2 separate regions of the Mus musculus genome follow, and region 2 is linked to region 1. The links are chromatin contacts, called in public HiChIP or PLAC-seq maps. All regions are on one chromosome and are shown on one strand. The core of a region is the stretch at or near the end of the contact, and the rest is flanking DNA. Distances in the headings are between cores, read along the strand shown.

Region 1 (5,082 bases), core at 1,107-3,606:
CATCTGCACGCACCTAGACAAGATGCCCTGCCCGTCCGCCTAGGCTGATACCTTACAATCCCCACAACCTGCCCAGCACTTAAGTTGGGTCACAGCACCCGCTCTTGCCTTAAGGTGGGACCCGCTGGTTCTCAACTCTAGCTTGTCACCCTGCCACCACCGACTCTCCTTGGGGGCGCTGGCTGGGGTTCGCAGACTCAGCAGGCAAGCTGCCACTTCTGAGCCAGGAAAAAAAAAAAAATCGCCTAGCAGCAGGGCAGGACTCGGCGTGACCTCCTTTCTCGGAGCCCCGAGCACTCCACCCAAGTCCTTTGGGGTCTGGAGCCGCTTAGGTGAGGAGTCCCACCTTGACCTGTGTGAATCCAGATCGGCTCGGAGCCAACGGGATCCAGCAGGCCAAGCAACAGCCAAGCAGCCGCTTCCCGCTTCCTGCGGTATCTCCAAAGAGGACAAGGGAGGCTTCTGAAACGGCCTTACCTGGGATAAGGAGATTTCTATGTTAAAATTACTGTATCAGAGCACGATTTCACCACTCTGCAAGTGGCTAGAAGAGATTTGCGGTAGTTATCCTGCATGTGGGAAGAAGAGTTAAGCGAATCTAGGCCAGGGTTCATTCCTGGACTATAGCGAGCTCCTAACCTACCCCTGTCAGGCCTCCCTCACCATAGAATTTCACACTGTGGGAAACTCCGAATTTGGCTTTCTGAGCTTTTTTAAAAAACGGTTCTGCCACGGAGTTAATGCCCCATATGGCTTGTACGGCCTCCTACCCTCCTAAGAAAGAAAGTGCCCCAAAGCCCTGAATGACCCCGGGAGAGGGGGGGGGAGAAAAAGAGGTTCTCAATCCTCAATGTAGAGAAGTCGGCAGGTCCCAAAGCAAGAGGCACTGGACCCAGATCCCAAACTTGATAGGGAATTCCTTCCTTTTTGTTCACCTGCCCCAGTCAAGGATCAGGCCCACTTGGGGTGCTTGTCGCAAGGGACTGTAGGCTGCCCCCACTCCACCCCCATTCAGAGAACCCCGCCTCCAAGCCTCCAGCCAGGGGCTTGTGCTTGCCGGCCCCCGGCAAGTGTTAATCCCCTGCCAAAGAGGGGGGCTGCTTTGCGGGAATTTGTCTCCAGGAAAGGATCTAAGCCTTCTTCAATCGGAGCATATGTTCATAGAGCAATAAACCGGAAAGATTTACAGTCCTCGCCCGGCCCCCAACAGCCTCACACCCTTTCAGGAATTACTTACGATGATTTATCACACCAACCCCGGCAATTGTCACACTGATAAAATAGCCCGGGCCTGTGCCCGCCAAGCCGGGCCTTTGGAGGCTGTTTGGAAGCCCAGCCTCTAGTGAAGCTGGGGAGCCTTTTTGTGGGTTCCTTTCTGAGCCTACAAGGGGATGTTTGAGTGGATTGAAGTGGGTGGGGTGAGAGGGGCGACGATTCTCATTGAGAAAAACGCAAGCAGAGAGAGCGCCCTGAATCTGCGTGCAGGAGTCACTTGCTAAGCACATAAACATTTGTCATCTTTGAATAATTGAATTAATGTGTTATTGTTTGGATGTATAATTCATAACGGGGGAAACTTTGTTGCTGTCCTGACTAGAAATATATACACACCATAAATAAATAAATAAATAAATAAATAAACCACAACCCTAAACAACCACCACACAGAGACAGTTCCTGCTTGCCGAAATCCTTCTTAAAGTCAGTGGAGGCAAAGCACAGAAGTTGGGAGGTGGTAAGGAGGCATTTGAAAAGACTGTCTGCTGAGACACCCGAGCTGGAGCTTGCAGCTAAAGGAAGAGAATGTTTGCTACTTGCCCCCACCCCACGGACAGAGCTAGCTGGGGTAGGACCTAAGCAAAGGCACGTTTGGGATGTCAAATCTTCTTGGAGTGAGGGGAAACCAAGGCAACATGGGAGCAAGAGACCCTATGGCTTTTGCAGCTGGCCGCAGCCTCCTCTTCCTTGGAGGCTTCTCTTTGCCTGCGCTGCTCCGACTTGGGAGGTGGAGGACTTCTTTTTGTTTTGTTAGATAGTCAAAACAAAAAAAAAAAAAAAGAAAAGAAAAAAGAAAAAGAAAAATTTACAAATACAAAACTAAAGAGGAAGCAAAGAGAAGCTGCTCGCTGGGGCGACCAGCAGCTGAGCTTGGGGTGGGGAAGGCGGAGAGCAAAGAGAAGTAGCTTGGAATCATTATCTGTTGGTTAAAACCTGCCTGGGGTAAAATTTCAACTCGATTTTATAGCCTTCTATTATGACGCAAAGAAAAATTTACGAGCCTAGCTTGAAAAGAGGGCCGGGGCTTTTTTTTTTTTTTCCTCGCTGGTTTAAGAATAGGCGGCAGATGCGGTGACAGCGACCATTGTTCCTGGTAGACACAGGCGACCGGGCAACCTCGGCCCGCGTGCGCCAGGAGTGTCCCCAGCCAGGCGGTTTTTTTTTTTTTTTTTTTTTAAACTCCTGTTGTCTGGGGAGCAGCCTGCTCACACCCTCGCCCCTTACACCCTCACCCCTTGCACACCCTCACATCCTCATCCTCTCTCTCTCTCTCTCTCTCTCTCTCTCTCTCTCACACACACACACACACACACACACACACGCGCGCGCGCGCGCGCCCGCGGCCGCCCCTAGTAATTTTTCATAAGTGCAAAGCTTCGCTGAACCAAAGGTCACCATCCAAGCCACTAACAACTTCTGACCGGCGCGCTGTTCCAAACCAGAGAAGCAAAGGCAACTATTTGTCAGCGGCTCTGACAGCTAAGTTCATTAAGGATTGAAATCTGATGAAATAAAAGTCGCCCAAATATTTACCTGCGGGCCGCGCTGGGCGCCCTGGTCTGCGGGCGCAGGGGGCCCCCCTCGGCGGGCCGTGTTCTCGGGATCCCTGCACTTTCCAAGTCGGAGAGAGCCCTTTGCGTGGCAGATTAATGACGACTCCGTGTTTCTTAAGGGACGTGCTGAATTAATTATTTCGCCAATCACGTGGTCGCGACTTGTAGAAATCTATTCTTATCATCTTCCTCGCACTTTGAAAATTCTCCGGTTATGAGCGGCCCTCCCCTGACTGCCGCCGAGCCCCCAGCCTCCCATCCCGGCGTGGGGGGCAGGGAGGGCTCCCCAACATGGCGCCGTCTGCCGAGGGTCCGATTTACTGTACTGTACTCAACGGGCTTAGCTATGGACTCGCTTCTTCCTCATCCCTGCCGGTGATTCAATACACACAGCGGTATTGATGTATTGGTGGGCACAGGAGGAGCCATTAACCAGAAGACGGGCAGAGGACAATCATAAAATGTGTCTGAATATTTAAACTTCTGTCTGTGCACTTATAAATACACATGTCCACGCGTCTGGGGCGAGCCCTTCCATATATTAAGGACATATGTCCTACTTTATGCATCCTGCTTATTTCCTGTCTCCAGTAAGACACCCCCTATCTATTTTGGAACTCCTATCTTGGCCCCCTCTTCAAAGCTGAGGCCAAGATGTGGGAAAGCCCTCGTGATAAAAATAGTACATGGTACTTTTTATAGTAGAGAGTGTTTATTGTTGTCTGAGGGGCAAAAGAGATGCGGGGAAGGGGGGGGGGCAGGTGTTGGAAACACCAGAGGAGTTCAGTAGCCCCAGAAAAGTGGCAGTCCAATATGGGAGGCCAGCCTGGTCAGGTCGGAGCAACAACCACCAGCCAGTACTGGCTGGGCCCAGAAAAAGCATTCTCACCCAGCCTCTGAAGAGTGCAAAGGTTTCCCATAACTACTCTGAAGAAAATCTTAAAACTGGCCAGGGCCAAAAGCCGATTTGGAGCCCCCGGTAGCCCAAGCAGTTGCTTCTCTTTCTACAAATAATGCCCTCCACCTTGCAGCCTGGATCCCACCCCCACAGGACTTGCCGCTGCTCACCAAACATAGTAGCCAAATTGGGAGTGGAAGGGGCTTGTGGAACTGCTAAACCACCATCAGTGACTTAACTTTCACACCACAGGCACCAAATAAATGGGTGTCCAATTTATTGTAGAAAATAAGAAGAGGAGATGTTTATAGTGAATGTTAGCTTTCAGAAAACTTAACAAAGAGTCTCTAACAAGGCACCAAACAGGAGGGAGATTTTACTACACCTTTTTATTATTTCAAATATAGATCAATGAATTACATCAAAACTACAGGCAACAATTAGTATAAATAAGACTTTAATCAGTGGCAGCAAAACCAGTGCTCAGTCCTATTTTTAAAAGCATCTTTTGTGAGCAGACTCCAAGGGGCTGACTGGCAATGTCATCTCACAACAAAAGGCTGTAACCGGACAAGTGAGATGAGAGTCAGAGGCGAACTGTCCTCCCCTCAGCAAACATTCCACTCCTCAACACCAGGCACGGCCCCAACACAGGTTCTAAAACACTCAAACAAATGCTTCTGGCTCATATTTGGGGAGGAACAAACTGGAAATAAATAACAACAAATGGGCATTGGAGCCTTTCCACAGCTTGCTTTCTCTAGAGCAGGTTCCCAGATGGAGACCTTCCTGCTCTAGGTGACTAGGGTGGGGGCAGGGGCCACCTCTTTCCTTGTCCACTCCTTTGGGCCCAAATGGGTACTAGGGCCAGAATAAGACTTTAGGACTAGTAACTGCTCTCTGGGCCATGCAAATGCCATTAGCATTTCAAAAGACAACCCCTCCCAGCTGAGAGGAAGAGCTGAGATTTATAAACAAAGAAGTTGTTTCTCAGCTCTAGTTAGTTTCCAAAGCAGTGGGGCTGTTTGAGAAGAAGCTGGGGTTTTCTTCAGGAAAGCACTCTCTTAACTTTTAGCTTTTTGTTGGGGCAGGAGGAAGGAGGGCTAGTGTTTGGTCTGAAGCTGGATGAGTAACCAGAACTTCTGAGGAGAGGGAAAAATCTGTATAACCATCTCCACAGTGGCTATAGAGCTGAATATTGTGAAAATACACACTTCCCACCCCAAGGACATGGTCCAATGTATGCTTAGATTTGCCTTTTAGGAAAGAGTAGTAACAATTTTCCAATTGGCCTAAAGATACCGCCTCTTTTCAAATGCTGTCTCCAAAGACTGCCTCCATGCTACAGGGAGG
Region 2 (5,606 bases), core at 734-3,233, 740 kb before region 1:
ATGTGTTTTATTATTTTTCTAGACCTGCATTCCTGAGAATAATTTCAATTATGAAACCTTATGATTTGAAGACACATATTTGTTTATGCAGATAGTAAGTGTATGTGGAAACATTATAGATAGTATCTAGTATCCATACATCCCTTTAATTACTATGAACTTAGCCATGTAAGTGGGTGAATGGGTGATGTCCTGACCTCACACATTGCTACTACTTTCTTGATCATTTTGGATCCTTCCAATGGAGTCAATCATGCCCATTGCTTGGCTTTAGTTAGAATCAATAATGAATGACTTTGTATTGTCATGTTTTGACCATTGGTGCAATTCAACTTAAATGATGGAGGCCCAAAGGCCCGTCTTGCTTTTCTTATATACCTATTTTTGTTGTTTGCTTGTTTGTTTTGAGACAAGAGTTTCTCTCAGTAGCTCTGGCTGTCCTGGAACTCACTCCGTAGATCAGGCTGGCCTTGAACTCAGAGATTCACTTGTTTCTGCCTCCTGAGTCCTGGGTATGAAGGTGAATGTCATCATTGCCTGGTTATTTACTTATTCTTTTAAAACCATTTTAGAGATTAAAATATAATTAATTCACTTCCCCTTTCTTTTTCCTCCCTCGAATTCCTCTCTATACACCTATTCTTAAAATGGTAAAAGATCTCTCTAGAAATGGGAAGTCCTCTTAGTGGGACTGAGCAGGCTGCCTTTAGACCAATTGTCAGACATGTTCACAAGGGCAAATGCTTCAGGAAATCAGAGTCCTACCATGTCCAGGGAGAGGAATTCTCAAAATCTTTGCTGCTGGAGCCACTGGGCATTTGTGAATCACCCGCTCAGTGGCTGCCAACCAGGGACTCCCACCTCAGCTGGGCACTGGGACTTTCAGCGTAAGAATTGCTGATCCCTAATGCTGAAGATTCTGAACTAGTCCTTTTGGGCTGGCATTTGAGCAGCAAATTCTCTCTCTCTCGATCTCTCTCTTTTTTTTCTGTCTGAGGCATGGTCTGGCTCTATAGCTGAAGCTGGCCTTGAACTTGTGTTCTTCGTGCATCAGCTTCCTGTGTGCTGGGATTCCAGCCCATGCTATCACACACTGCTGCCTTTGCATTTTTAAAAGATTTGTGCATGATTATTTTGGTATTTAGAGAGAGTTAAGAATAATTGTCTCGTGTAGTTTGAAGGCAAGCTTATAATAGTGCATCAAGTAGGAGACTACAGTGAGGGGGGCACTCAGCATTGCTCAGATAAACATGTCTTATTTCAAGACATGAACAGGTTTCTTCTCTCATTTTCTTCCCCTCCCTCCCTCCCTCCCTCCCTCCCTCCCTCCCTCCCTCCCTCCCTCCCTCCCTCCCTCCCTCCCTCCCTCCCTCTCTCCCTTCCTCCTTTCTTTTTTTTTACTTTTTGGAGGGAGGAGGCAGGGCCACACTATATAGGTTTAAATGGCCTGGAATTTGCTATGTAGATCTGGCTGGCCTCAAAACTCACAGAGATCCATCCGCCTCTGTCTGCTGAGTGCTGGGATTAAAGGTGAACATTACCACTGCCAGTCCGAAGCCTTTTCCTTCTCAGAAGCCCCCGGTCCCTTCCTGAACGACATGTAAACACTGTGTGGACCCTGTTTTCATCACATCCCAGGAAACCGCAGCACTCTAACCCCACCACTTCTAGGGCAGAGTCCCACACCAGAAGCCACAGTGCTTCCCCTGAGAGACCGGTTTTCTTTATGGGACACAGCCTTCAGTGAGGTGAAGAGATGCGGGGGCACAATAGGCAACATACGGGGTGGGGGTGTGAACAGAAATCAGCAACTCAGAACCAGATAGACTGATTTCGTGGGGGAATGTGGGCCCTGGTGAGCCTTATGATTTTTCTCAACCAGCACCCCGTTTCCGTTTCTGCAGCTCCCCACAACCACAGCTCTGAGCAGCGTGGGAAGACAAAGACAGCTGTGCCCGCTGGCGGCCTCAGATGTTCCCACAGCAGCGCTACACTGCAGGGTCCCCAGGGTCATCAAATATGCAGAAGGATGTTGGAGTCCTTTGTATCACAGCCAGAAATGCCATGTGCTCGGCGTTGGATCGCACTGGGCTCTTGTTCCTGCCAGTAGAAGATTGTGAGAAAGGGGAAATGGCTCTTTTATCAAACTGTATGCTGATAGCAGATTACGGGTGTCTTTGTGAGCTATAGAATGACAGATTTTCCAGGTTCTTGTTCAAGAAAAATGGCTAACTGAGAACTGTACTGGAATAAGAGCCCGACCATTCCAGAAGAAAATCACTGTCCTTAGTTCTCACTGAAATCCATTTTTAAAGGCTACAGCCTGCCTGTCCTCCTTGAGAAGAGCCAGCCTCAGCCTGCACCGCAAAGCCTGTTGGGTAGTTAGCTGCTTTTAGTTGATTAGCTCGGGAAAACTAGAGCTACCTTGAAACTCCCTGGTGGCTGGGGATGCCGGGAAATGCCACTGGGTGAAAGAGCACATGGCCACACAGCAGATGCCTCCTCCATTTCCCTTCAGACGTGAGACTTCTTGCAGTGGGAGATATACAGCTTTCATAACTGAGAACTAGAATATCCAACTTGGGTGACATTTTTTTCCTCTTCTATTTAAGCTGTTTTTCTTTTCTTTTTTATTTTAAAGATTTATTTATTATATGTAAGTACACTGTAGTTGTCTTCAGATACACCAGAAGAGGGCATCAGATCTCATTACGGGTGGTTGTGAGCCACCATGTGATTGCTGGGATTTGAACTTCGGACCTTCGGAAGAGCAGTCGGGTGCCCTTACCCACTGAGCCATCTCACCAGCCCCAAGTTGTTTTTCTTAACACAGCTAAGAGTACTGTGTTTTCGGAGTTTTGTCTTTTCTGAATGACTGGGAAGATTAACAGGAGCTTAATATTATTTCACTGGTCAGTGTTGGCCAATGGGAAGAGTAAGTGGGTTTCTATACCAGCAGCCCTTGGTCCAGTTTAAGCAAACATTTCCTAAGTGACAGGGATGAGAGAATAGAAATTTGTTCAATAAATTTGCCAATGAAAAAGTAGGGCATGGTAGTTTGCCTCTTATTAGAGCTGGTATTAAACGGTGTAAGTAAAACGGAAGAAGAGGAGGAAAAGAGGAAGGAACAACAACAACAACAGATACATGGAAACTGTGAAAGTTTAGAAGGCTGGTTATGTGTAGTACTAGGGCAAACATCACAGCACAAGCCGGGACCTGTTATTTACAACACACCTTAAGATATAACAAATTGTGATCAAGATCCATGTCTTGGAACAAACAGGTCATCAGCTGTCTTTTTCACACTAGGTCAACGGAACATGTCCTCTGCACAGGAGGTGGTAAAAATGGAGCCCTCTATGATTCTGAGGTGGGTCGCTGCTTTCATTAACTCTAGGCTGTAGCCTCGATGGTTGCTGGCCTGAAAGGCAGGCTGAGTACATGTGTGGATTTAGACTGAGGACATCCACAAGGCTCCCACGGAGGGAGAGATTCCGACTCTAACGAGCTGAGCGACCTTGACCCAGCCCTTCAGCATCGAGGGCCTTCCTTTTTTCAGCCAGGAAACAGATCTCCTCAGGGAGTAATGAGAAACTGAACTGTTCTCAGTGTCTGAGAAGATGTAAAGAAACCATGTTAGTTTCTAATAAGACTATTTCTTAAAAAAAAAGAAGTTCATGTAGTGGGCAAAGCTCTTTCTCATTATTTCGTTTTAAGTAACGTTAGGTCTATGAGTTGTACCCAGCATTAGGTCTCACTGGGAGGTTCCTGTGTGTGTGTGTGTGTGTGTGTGTGTGTGTGTGCTTTGCTTGGTCTCATACTTTGTCTCCTCCCCCCACTCTCACTCTCCTTAACCCATCCTATCCCCACCATGACCATTCCACAAATGTCAGACTTTTATTTTCAGGACGTGTCTGTTTATTTCTTTTCTTTTCAGAGTCCACATATTAGAGACAATGCTATTTATTCTATGTCAGGCCAAGTTTGCTCTGGATAATTTCTGGTTCCACCTCTTTCCCTGCAACAGTGTGATTTCATTCTCTGTGGCTAAGCAAACTCTGCTGTTGCGTGTGCCAGATTTTCTTCATTTGTTCATCTGTTCCTGACACCTAGGGTGGCTTCATATTTTGGTTATCATGAATAGAGCCTGCAGTAAGCATGGATGGGCAGGCATCTCTTTTATATACCAAGCTCATTTCCTGGGATATATGTGTTCTGTTTTTAGGTTTTTGAGGAACCACCATAATGGTTTCCATAGTAGCTGCGCTAACTAATATTCTTTTTTTAAAATTCATTTATTTATTTTATGTATATGAGTACACTGTAGCTGTCTTTAGACACACCAGAAGAGGGCATCAGTTCTCATTATGGGTGGTTGTGAGCCACCATGTGGTTGCTGGGAATTGAACTCAGGACCTACAAGAGCAGTCAGTGCTCTTACCTGCTGAGCCATCTCGCCATCCCTAATTAATATTCTTACCAGCAATGTTTAGTTCTTCCTCTACAACATCACAAGCATTGTTATTTTTAGTGAGTAGAGTCCTATAAAAACATAAATATACATAAGAAAAAAATACTTTTTAGTCAAGAGTTGGGAAATGCTCCAGACTCTGGATTAAGCCACAACATGGCCCTGAGCTCCAAATACAACTGAGAACCCCCAAACAGCTGTTTGCTCTGAACTGAGAGTGGAGAACACCTGCCGGCAGACAGGGTTCAGCCTCAAGGAAGCGAGGTTCTCACTATTAGCTCTTGGCCAGCTGCTATCAATGCATTGACTTATCTAATCCTCAAACCTGTGCAAGGTGGTGGGGAGGTGGTCAATATCCACCTTGGGGAAGAGGAATCTGAAACACAAAGGTAACACTGATTAAACTCATTATGCGGTGGGGCATGACTAATGGTCTGGGTTACAATGATTTGGAGTCCCAGCTGATGTGGCCATTGATTCCACAGTAATGAGAAAGGTAGATAAGGAGAGCAACTCTAGGCTTCTTTTATTCTCCAAGGATGAGATCAGCGGCTCTGGACTAAGGAATCTTGTTCCTGGAAGCCCTCTAGAAATGAGCACCTATGTGATCTTGCTTAAGCCGTTCTATCTTGTTTTTAAAGATAGGTTTTGTTTTCAGCTGGGTGCATGTGCGTATCTGTGTGGGGGTCTGTGTGCATGAGTGCAGGTGTCTGTAGATGCTGGGAGGTGTAAGATCCCCTTGGAGCTCCAGCTACAGGTGGTTGTGAGCTGCTTGGTGTGGGTTTTTGGAACCAAACTCTGGTCCTCTGAAAGATCAGGCATGCTATTAACTCTTGCTGCCTCTCTAGCCTCTTCCTCCGTCTTGAGTGATAACCCCCACATCTGTAAAATGAGGTTGTATTCCTGCTCCTGATAGAACAGAGAGGATACTGAATAGTGATTGATCTGCAAGTGCTAGAGTCACGTGGAAGGTTGAAGGAGGGCGTCTCACCTTCAGTGACACCTCAGTGACAACAGCTATCTGTTTAACAAGCATCCACTGTGTAGAGGTGAAGAGGTGAAGAGACATAAAAGTCCTATGTTAATCCTTATGATCTGTATTGTGACTTGCCTGTTCTATTCTTTCCTCGGG

The links. HiChIP or PLAC-seq counts read pairs in DNA pulled down with a chosen protein or histone mark.
Region 2: an H3K4me3 HiChIP or PLAC-seq map of embryonic hindbrain shows a contact between it and region 1, with 4 times the contacts expected there. The contact joins two enhancer-like sites. A contact is called at or near these places in 3 of 39 promoter capture datasets (the SN4741 cell line, embryonic stem cells and maxillary cranial neural crest) and 4 of 115 datasets of contacts at active chromatin or transcription factors (differentiating embryonic stem cells, embryonic basal ganglia, embryonic forebrain and 1 more).

What each region holds. Positions count from the first base shown.
Region 1 is chr2:74,730,770-74,735,851 of GRCm38.p6, reverse strand. All of the region lies in intron 1 of Hoxd3 (homeobox D3), which reads right to left. Among named protein-coding and RNA genes, the nearest start is that of Mir10b, 7.2 kb to the right of the region's middle. Within about 2 kb of position 2,356, at least 18 of the 459 cell types and tissues checked have an H3K27ac peak or open chromatin away from gene starts, as enhancers often do.
Region 2 is chr2:75,466,923-75,472,528 of GRCm38.p6, reverse strand. Gm50595 reads left to right here. Exons shown (of 7, transcript XM_017319380.1): 4 at 1,905-2,116; 5 at 3,313-3,373. Among named protein-coding and RNA genes, the nearest start is that of 9430019J16Rik, 26 kb to the right of the region's middle. Within about 2 kb of position 1,983, at least 96 of the 459 cell types and tissues checked have an H3K27ac peak or open chromatin away from gene starts, as enhancers often do.